Regions from separate parts of the Mus musculus genome. Here region 1 is linked to region 2. Evidence: chromatin contacts called from public promoter capture Hi-C data. All regions are on one chromosome and are shown on one strand. The core of a region is the stretch at or near the end of the contact, and the rest is flanking DNA. Distances in the headings are between cores, read along the strand shown. Region 1 holds the start of Bhlhe23 (basic helix-loop-helix family, member e23). Region 2 holds the start of Gata5 (GATA binding protein 5).

The links. Promoter capture Hi-C pulls out the DNA fragments that hold promoters and counts their contacts.
Region 1: a promoter capture Hi-C map of stem cell-derived epiblast-like cells shows a contact between it and region 2, with 4 times the contacts expected there. The contact joins the promoter of Bhlhe23 here to the promoter of Gata5 in region 2. A contact is called at or near these places in 21 of 39 promoter capture datasets (the 3T3-L1 cell line, 3T3-L1-derived adipocytes, the C10 cell line and 13 more), 1 of 15 datasets of contacts at CTCF or cohesin (large pre-B cells), 9 of 484 Hi-C or Micro-C datasets (CD4 T cells, embryonic stem cells, large pre-B cells and 1 more), 3 of 115 datasets of contacts at active chromatin or transcription factors (embryonic stem cells and pancreatic cancer cells) and 1 of 9 other capture datasets (liver).

Annotation. Positions count from the first base shown.
Region 1 is chr2:180,773,807-180,778,516 of GRCm38.p6, reverse strand. It overlaps Bhlhe23 (basic helix-loop-helix family, member e23), which reads left to right and starts at 1,617. Exons shown (of 1, transcript NM_080641.5): 1 at 1,617-4,136. The coding sequence starts at 1,774. The coding sequence ends at 2,445.
Region 2 is chr2:180,330,954-180,335,950 of GRCm38.p6, reverse strand. Gata5 (GATA binding protein 5) reads left to right here and starts at 1,272. Exons shown (of 6, transcript NM_008093.2): 1 at 1,272-2,125; 2 at 3,480-3,655. The coding sequence starts at 1,582. It overlaps Gata5os (GATA binding protein 5, opposite strand), which reads right to left and starts at 3,094. Exons shown (of 5, transcript NR_045877.1): 1 at 2,923-3,094; 2 at 2,008-2,283; 3 at 1,630-1,769.

The DNA.
Region 1 (4,710 bases), core at 368-2,867, 440 kb before region 2:
ACAGCTTCAGGGGCTTGTGCTACTACTGTGTGCCTTTCCATCTTTGCATCCCAATGGCCCCATTATTCCTCTTGTAGATCTTGTCTCTTGTTGCCTGAAGTGATCCATAGCCTCAGGACTGCCAACTCCCACCCATACCACCATCAGCCCAGGGACAAGTACTTGGAAAAGGACTCTTAGAAGCACCTCATTCTTTGGGCCAGGATGTCCTTCTAGGTGATACCTGCCCTCCACAGTGTAGCTGGCCACATGGTGAACTAGTTCTGGCAGTCAAGAAGATGTTGTCTGGTTTCTTTCTTTTCCAGGCCCAGAGCAAAGTCTGATGTTCCTTAAGCACATATGTGTTTGTATCTGTGTTCTTGCATACTGGTGATGACATAGAGTTCCTGGAACCTTCCAGAAAACACATGGCTCTCACCGACACTCACTTCACAAGTGTGCCTCTAGCATCTATGCGCTCTTAGAGAGTGCCCAACAACTGAATAATTTCTTTTTCTGGTGAAACTCAGAACAGAGTTGGAAGCCAGGGAGACCCCATCTCTTACCATATTGAAGAGAATCGACCTCTTGCTGAAACCACAGAGCCCTAACAAGTTCATACCTTGGAGGACTTCTCAAAAAGCACCAAGCCCCTCAGCAGCCTTCATGTTTGGGGCTTTAGTTGACAAATATGAAGGGCCAGCCTGCAGCCTGCAGCTCCTCATGTTCTTTAGGTAGAAAGGGAGCCTTCAGCACTAGGTGGTACCAGAAACTCAACCTGCTCTGCCTTTCCTAACCTCAGAGAGTTTGAGTCTCCAATAAGGCAGAGACTTTGGCTTCGTGGCTCCCATACTAGGAAAGATGAGCCAGCCCCTAGCACAGCCCCTGCTCCTGAGTGTGTAACAACATAGGAACCAGACACTCAGGACCAGCCGGAGCACAGGAAGCACCAGGCTCTAGATTATCTGTTGTGTGGGGAGGGGTCTGGGCTGAGACTGAAGCCTGGGCAGGTGAAGTCAACCCCAGTTCCTCACTTACAAGAAGGAACCTGGACACTTCTACAGCGACCTCTGCTCAGCCCTCACTCCCCAGCCAAAACAGAAAATCCATCATACTCTTCCCCCCAGGACAAGACTGGGAATCCTTCACCTCAGAAGTCGAGGGAAACGTCTGTCTGTCCTAAGCAAAAGGTTTCATCCCAAACGCGGGAGCCACACTGGAATACACCTGTCAGGAGAACTTTGTGTTGAGGCGACAGACAGAAGGGACCGACGACCTGCCGCCTACAGGAAGATGATTTGATTTGGTTCAACTCGCAAGGATACGGAGACCTGGAGGAGAACCCAGCTGGGAGCTCCCGCTCAGCGCGCAGCTCCTGCGGATGGGGTCTCAGAACAAGGCAAGACTGGAGCTTTGGGAAAGTGACCCCGTAGGAAACAAGAAATGGCAGTTGAGGGGCCAAGAAGCAGGCAAAGCGCCCTCAGGTTCCGCGGCTCCCATCTTCAGGCCCGTGGGTCCGCATAGAGGGTGGAGCGGGGCTGGGAAGATGCCGGCAGCAGGTCCCCTCTGATTGGACGGCGTGAAGTCCCATCGGGAGCCTCAGCAGCTTAAAAACGAAGCCAATACGAGTGGGAGGTAGAGCGGCCCCGGCCGGCCACGCGCCTTGGTGAGAAGGCGCAGGAAGGGTGGCCGGCCGGAGAGGCCACGCGCAGGCCCGGGGACTGACAGACAGCTGGACAGGTGGACGCGCCCGCAGGGCAAGAAGCCATACTGCCGTAGCGGGCTCCAGAGGTCATGGCCGAGCTCAAGTCGCTGTCGGGGGACTCGTACCTGGCGCTGAGCCACAGCTACACGGCGACCGGCCACGCCTACGCTGCAGCGCGCGGACCGGAGACCACACGCGGCTTCGGTGCATCGGGTCCGGGTGGCGACCTCCCGGCGGCTCCCGCTTCTCGTGTCCCCGCCGCGACGGTGGAGAGCAGCGGCGAGCAGAGCGGCGACGAGGACGAAGCCTTCGAGAGGCGGCGGCGGCGGCGAGGGTCCGGGGTTGCGGTTGACGCACGGCGGCGGCCCCGGGAGCAGCGCTCGCTGAGGCTCAGCATCAACGCGCGCGAACGGCGACGCATGCATGACCTGAACGACGCGCTGGACGGACTGCGCGCAGTCATCCCCTACGCGCACAGCCCGTCGGTGCGCAAGCTCTCCAAGATAGCCACACTTCTGCTGGCCAAAAACTACATCCTCATGCAGGCGCAGGCCCTGGAGGAGATGCGGCGCTTGGTAGCATACCTCAACCAAGGCCAGGGCCTCGCGGCGCCGGTGGCCGCCGCGCCTCTAACGCCCTTTGGCCAGGCAGCGATTTACCCGTTCTCGGCGGGCACCGCGCTCGGGCCCTGCCCAGACAAGTGTGCCACCTTCTCAGGATCGCCCTCGGCGCTTTGCAAACACTGCGGCGAGAAGCCCTGAGGGCTCCGATCCCCTCTGCAGCCGCCTTTCTATTTAGACTGTTCCCTGTCCTCGCTGGCGGGACTCTATGAGAAAGCCCAGTACTCCGCTTACAGAACTGTTGGGTGCAGAATGAGAAGTCCGTCTGAGAAAGCCAGAGAGTTGGCGCTGGACTCTAGACCCTGCCGCATCCACTGAACTATCTCAGCTAAAAGGCTACGGGAGTGAGCAGTTAGTGAATGGTCCCACATCTGACAGGTGACTGCCCAAGGCTCAGGAGCGCAGGCACAGAGCATCGCGCTTGACCACATCCTAGCGTTGGATGGGGAACCCAGCCCCTTCTAAGCCAACTTGCAGGGCCTTGCTTGCTTCAACTAGACCTGTTCCTCAGGACGGGTGCGGCCCCTCACCTCGGGCCTCTGTTGGCTCCAAGACTCCAGACCCGGCCTAAAAGCAAAATTACGCCGAGGTCCTTTGGAGAGGTCGTGGAGGCAGACGCAGGAAGATCCCAGGAGGTGAGCTTTACAACGTTTTCCAAGTCTGAGCTTGTTCTGTTAACATTCTTGCCTGCCCAGAGGCTCAGGAAATTCAAGCCAGCCTCAAAAGTCTGTGGAAACATCTCTAAATAAGCCTGGAGCGCCACCGCCGGCCTCCTGTGGGCTGAGCTGGGTTTCACTTCTTTCTACTTGTCCCAAGGGGACTGGTGGAGCCCTCACAACCTGCTCAGGGCTACTTGACCCTGGAGGGTCAGCCGAAGAGTCTAGTCTAGCTCCAGGACCAACCAAGTCCCCTCTGCGCCAGTTCGGGAACTTCTGGAGGAAGCCGGGCTACCGGTGAGTACCCGGTGAGGTGTTGGACTGAATGGGAACTGGTCGCTCCCCAAATCGGACCACAGCCCAGAATCCTGCCACTGTACCTAGTCTGAGCCTTAGCCCGCGCGTCTCAGATGTTGCCTGGTTTTCCTCTGTGGCCATCAGCAGCTTCCGCCTCCATTTACCCAGTTTTCTTGGCTTTCATTGATGCAAAGCAAATCGGGAGAGGGCCACTGCTCAGCAAAGCGCCTGTCTATAGCGCTTAACTTGAATTAACGCATTGGAAAAGGCCCTTTTGTATTTGCAAAATGACGTGTGTGATTAAGTCTTATTCATAAAGACGTATGCTTAATACTGGTTTCTGCTAATTTCTATTTTTTATTTCTTAAGTGTCTTTCCCCTCCCCTAAAATAATCTATTTTGCACATTTCAAAACAGACTGTTTTTCAAGTTCGCTTAAGATGAACAGGGAAAACTGGAAACTCAAGTGTTGTTAGCTCTGGGGTCATTACCCACTATTATTTTTCAAAGTCTTTTATTTATATTTAGACGAGGGGTAGTGTGCAGAATAAAGTACTTAAAACTTATTTTTTTAAAAATATGATTAAAATTTAATATCAAATTAAGTGTACATCTATGATTTGATTCATAATTTCAATTGTCAGACAGTGATACTGGTTTGGAATCCTTCTACGGCCCCAAGAAATGCTGAGATTTTACAATGGATCCATACTCCATTAAGAGATGTGTGAGTTCATACGAAAAATGTGTAGGAGTGTTGGGTGGAGACACAGGGGTGATCCCAACCTGCAGGAGGCAGAGACAGGGGCATGGGGATTCTGAGACCAGCCTGAGCAACACAGGGAGGCTCTCTTAGGACAAGAAAACAATTAACTTTGAAATAAAAGGGGGGAAGGAAAAAAAAAAAAAAACCTTTCACTAGAATGAAAGCAGTTTTTAAAGAGCTGGGTGTGGTTCATGCCCCAGCCTCAACACTGGACGTGGAAATGGGAGAATGTTTTCAATTCCAGGTCAACCTGAATCGGATTAAGTCTAAACAAAACAATAACAGCACCCCCACCCCCACCCCCCCAAAAACAAAATAACTCTTTTACTATTTTACTAATAAAAATTTTTATGGTTAGTAAACTTAAATAAAAGTTCAAATTAAATCAGAACGTTTTGAAACTGCAAGCTTTTCTCTAAAACATCAGCAAAAAAACGGTTAACTTGGATGAGCGAGCAAGGTGGGGTTTTCCAAGGTGAGATTAATAAAGCATTCGGGGCTTGCACAGCAAGCCTCCCATTCTGAGGCCACGACCTACAGCCTCTGTGCTGGACAGCGGAATTCAGCCAGCATGGGTGCCTGTTGTAAGTGCAGCTCTTGTGAAGCAGCTCATGGGGACCCTAGTTGGTTTTCCCCCTGGGAGTAAAGGGTTAAGCTCCTGTGGGTGAGAATCACTGTGAGTCTTTG
Region 2 (4,997 bases), core at 23-2,522:
CTGACTCAGCCCCCACCTCAAGGAGGGAGGAAAAGGGGAGGCCAGGAGAATGCAGTGGGAGGTAATTTGAAGCAGGAAGCACTGGCAAGCTCCCCTTCCCACGACTACCCGAAGTCAGCTTCTGCTCTGCACCTCCATGGCTCAGATTCTGGGGCCTGTGTCAGGACAGTCTGTACCATCCCCAGGCCCAGGGTGCCCCCCTCACTTCCACTTGTGACTCACAACTAGATCTCCACACGCTGAAGAGAGCAGGTTGCGTGGACACCAGTGTGCAGGCAATGTTCACTCCTTTCTGACTAATAAACTAATCCCGCGCTGAGCGGCAGAAACACTGGACACTGACTTCAAGGTTAGTAGGTGTATTTCCCTTATCTCAGGAGCTCCTGCCTCACCCACGTATCTGTCTGCAGCACCCGGGGGGGCCAGCATGAGAAAGTGAGAAACATTCGCTGCCATCTTCGAGCCCTCCGGGGTTGCTGCACCTTCTGGCCACTCTTCATCTGGAACTCCTAGTAAGGTAAGCCGGAGGACATAAGTCACAACAAAACTGAGCTAGGTGCTCTATCATCAGTCTCTTGCTGAAAGAGACTCTTGCCAAGTTCCTCAGCCTGTGAAAGCCGCGGGACTTGGAGTCTAACAGTCTTCAATTGTGGCCTTAGGACTCTACTCAGAGTTCGCTGGCGCTGGTCAAACAGCGAGTGGTCCTCCTTGTTCAAAAACTCAGTACTGTGGGGTTCCTGGTGGACTTCGAGTCATTGCTGATGAACAAAATACCCAGTGAGAGAATAGCAGCCTGAGCCCTGCGGTTGCCATTGAAGCTAGATTCCCACGTAGGTTCGGGCGTATAGGGGGAATCAATCGCAAGCCAACTTGGCTCCAGCACCTTGTGTCCCTAGATTCAGAAGGGCCTCAGCCACAGGACACTAAACCAGCTTTGGGCGGGAGCTCGGAATAGACGTGGGGCGAGGACTGGCACCCGTGACCGTAGCAACAAAGTTCTAGACGGTTCAGAGCTGCTGCTGTCCCAGGAGTGCTCGCGCTCAGCCTCCTCCCACCCCCTGTTTGTTCGGGCTCAGCCGAGGGTACGCGGGCGAGCTGTGGTCTCAAAGCCGGACAGCAGAGCCTGTTCGGGTCACGTGGCCCCGCGGCTGGAGCCCCGGCGCTGACCCTGAGCGGAGGGAGGGACCGACTAGAAGAGAGAAGGGGCGGCACGGCGGGGGCGGGGCAGCCCAAGTTCCCGGGATTCCCTACAGAGCGGCTCTGTGGAGACCCAGTCTACAACCCACCGGTCACCCTCCCTGGGCCAACGCCGCGCCTTCCTGTGAGGGCTTTGGCTGGCGATCTCTGCGCAAGGCAAGGACCTCGTTCCTAGGGTCCTGCGCCTCATCTAACCCTGTCATTCCACCCAGAGGAGCCCGGGACCTGCCCTGGTGAACCGACTCAAAAAAGTGGAGTGCCCAAGCGGAGCAGCAGCACCTGCCCCGGGCGAGCGCAAGAGCTGATGGAGGGGGCCCAGTGATCCTGCCCTAGACGTCTGCCCGTCTTTCTTCTCTGCAGGTCAAGCTCGCGCGGGGAAAAAAAATGTACCAAAGCTTGGCGTTAGCCCAGAGCCCCGGCCAGGGCACTTACGCCGACTCCGGAGCCTTTCTGCACTCTTCGGGAACCGGCTCCCCGGTGTTCGTGGCACCCACTCGCATGCCCTCCATGCTGCCGTACCTGCCTTCGTGTGAGCCGGGCTCGCAGGCTCCCGCGCTCGCCGCGCACTCCAGCTGGACACAAGCAGTTGCCGCTGATTCCTCAGCCTTCGGCTCCGGAAGCCCGCACCCGCCAGCCGCACACCCACCGGGAGCCACCACCTTCCCGTTCGCTCACAGCCCTCCGGGGTCGGGCAGCGGCGGCAGCGCGGGGGTCCGGGACGGCGGCGCCTTCCAGGGCGCGCTGCTGGCTCGCGAACAGTACCCGACCCCGCTCGGGAGACCCATGGGCGCCTCGTACCCCACAACCTACCCAGCATACATGAGTTCCGACGTAGCCCCTTCGTGGACCTCCGGAGCCTTCGACAGCAGCATCCTGCACGGTCTGCAAGCTCGCCCTGGTGGCCTCCCTGGCCGCAGGACCAGCTTCGGTGAGTACCGGGCTGGGGCTGCCCGGTGGACCTGGCTCTAAAACTAAGGCGCGCAGCAATAAACCCGCGCGCTACGAAATGCAAAAATCCGAGATGCGTTCTTCTGCAGTCAGGGCTTTTCTGCCTAGTCCGACCACGCAGATTCCCGCCTAGAATTGCTAGGACACAGGAAACTTCATGAAACACAATACGATGAAAAACGCTCGATACAGAATTCTTTTCTCAGCACAATAGCAAGAAAATAATATATTTCTGCTTTTCACCCGACCAACCCCCCCCCCCCAAAAAAAAAGCATTCTGGGTTATGTCGATTTGGAACCTACATTTAAAAAGTTTTCACGGGAAGTTTTGGAAAGTATTTTTTGGTTTTAAGACAACCTAGTTCCAAACTTAACAGCAAACCTCCTGCTTCAGCCTTCCAAAGTGCTGAGTTTACAGGCATGAGCGGAGCTGAAAATGAATTTTATAAAGCTTAAAACAGCGATTATTTGATAAAGTCACCACAGCCATCTTGTTCTGCAACGTTCCATCTTAAGAGTTCCATACCTCACAGGAACATAGGTTAGATTGGATTCCAAGACTGTTGATCGTGGAATCATTTGTCTGGCTTTCTGAGTATTTTTTGAGGAACAGACACAGCAAAGAGGGCCAAGCTCTGTTTGCAGCCTCTGGGCCTTGTTGAAACCATGCCTCCAGCTACTTGGAAGCTTGGGCCCCTGATTCACAGCCCCAGACAGGTCTCAAGCTGACCTAGTACAGTTAGTGGGACAAGGACAGCCCCTGTGCCTTTTACCCACCTCCAGCCAGTAGATGACTGATCCTCCCTGCCCTGAGCCAACGTCTCACTGCTTGCATATGTGTGGTCCCTTGATGTCCCTGTGTCTTGTCTTCTGAGGGAGGACAATGGTTGATCCCACAACAAAGCTGGCAGTAGGCCCTTGTAGAATCTCAAATCTCTGTCTCCCAATCTTCTGACCTTGAGGCCTGTTCTCTTTTACACTGGAGATCCTTGAGTGGGACAGGGGAGGGAGAGAAATAAGGCTCTACCATCCATTTCCTTCTGCCTGCTTCCAAAATGTATTAAAAATAAAAAGGCTGGTGTGGAACCTAGTTAAGAAAGGGACCATCTCAGGCATCTACCTTAGAGTGTGGCTTATTTACACTCTTGCCTTATAAAAGCAGCCCTACCTAACAAATTTCACTGAAAATTAAATATGACTAAGTATATAAATAAATAAATCGCTCTTTAAATGAGTAAGTTTAAGACACTATAAAAGGAGGCCAAGCATAGCAGACACCCTCAGGCATCCTGGTGGGGCAGAGGCCCCAGTCCACAAGCTTCTTGTCCCCACAGTACCTGACTTCTTGGAGGAGTTCCCTGGTGAGGGCCGGGAGTGCGTCAACTGTGGAGCCCTGTCTACACCACTGTGGCGCAGGGACGGCACCGGACACTATCTATGCAATGCCTGCGGCCTCTATCACAAGATGAACGGGGTCAACCGACCGCTAGTGAGGCCCCAGAAGCGTCTGGTGAGTGTGGCAGGGAGAGGGCCAGGGCCACAAAGGGGATAAAAGGACAAGCTGGCTCCTACAAACTCAGCAGTGTCTGGGTTCCTGAAGGATGGATTAAAGATGGGAGCACAGGCACTGGAGGCTACCCAGGGCTCGGATTGGGCCAGGCCAACTCATCTCCTCTTGGAGTTTGAAAATATTCATGGGACTGTCAGGATCCAGGCAAGGAGTCCTGATAGGGCCCTGGCTCAGGTCTCACAACCCACTGCAACATTGTAACCTTACAGCCCATTGCCGGTTACTTGGTACTTGACAAACAAGATATGTTGCAAAGCCACTTGCTACTCATTCACAGAATGTCTCAGAATCCGTTTTGAGAATGAGTCTGCCCTGGATACATATACACAAATACAACCCCTGGATACAGTCTCTGTGGGACCCTGAGGGAGCAGTCTTGCAGTAGGACTGTGTTGGTGGTAATAGTAAGTGGCAACCTAGTCCTGAGTATTAGAGGTCTCAAGGTGATTCAGCACAGATAAGGCTGGGGTGCACTGATGCTCGTGTGTGAGCCTAAATGACAGGGTCTTTGGATGTGTGTTCTTGGGAAACATTTTCTGCCTATGCTTCAAGGGTCTCTAGGAAACCAGGCTTCTGCCCTTTGCTTAGCTGGATGGTTAAATCTTATTTTCACTTTTGGTTCTTTCCAGTACATGGCAGCACAGGTGTTGGGGATGTCAGGGTTCAGGCTTGGGTCGCCAGAAGTTTCTGAGGCAGGAAGTATCTTTGCTGTCATCTCACAGGCCAAGTTATAAATATGTGTTTAAGTTGGAGTTGGCAGCTTATGCTCTTGCTATGAAGACTATGGTGGGTTCGTGGGTCTCAGACCTGAACAGGACTAGTCCTGAGTACCAGGCCTTCCTATCTAAAAATGTGAACCCCTTATGAGTGCCAACATCTCTGCCTGGGAGCAGGCTTCTTACCCTCCAAGTTTCAGAAGGCCCCATGTCCATAACAGGCAGTGCCTGAGGACTGGGCCCAGCCTGTCGCCTGTGTTGAAGGTGGTTCTGAGTGCATGAACTTGGGGCTGTACATCTCAGTGTTGTGGGCATGAGAGGCCCTGAGATGGGAATAAACTTGTGAGCTCCAGGATACAGGTAGGATACAAGAAGGGGACTAATGGCCAGGTGTGGTGGCACACGCCTTTCTTTAATCCCAGCACTTGGGAGGCAGAGGCAGGCAAATTTCTGAGTTTGAAGCCAGCCTGGTCTACAGAGTGAGTTCCAGGACATCCAGGACTACACAGAGAAACCCTGTCTCGAAAAAAAAATGGGGGGGGTGGGACTTAGGGAAGTCATGCTTT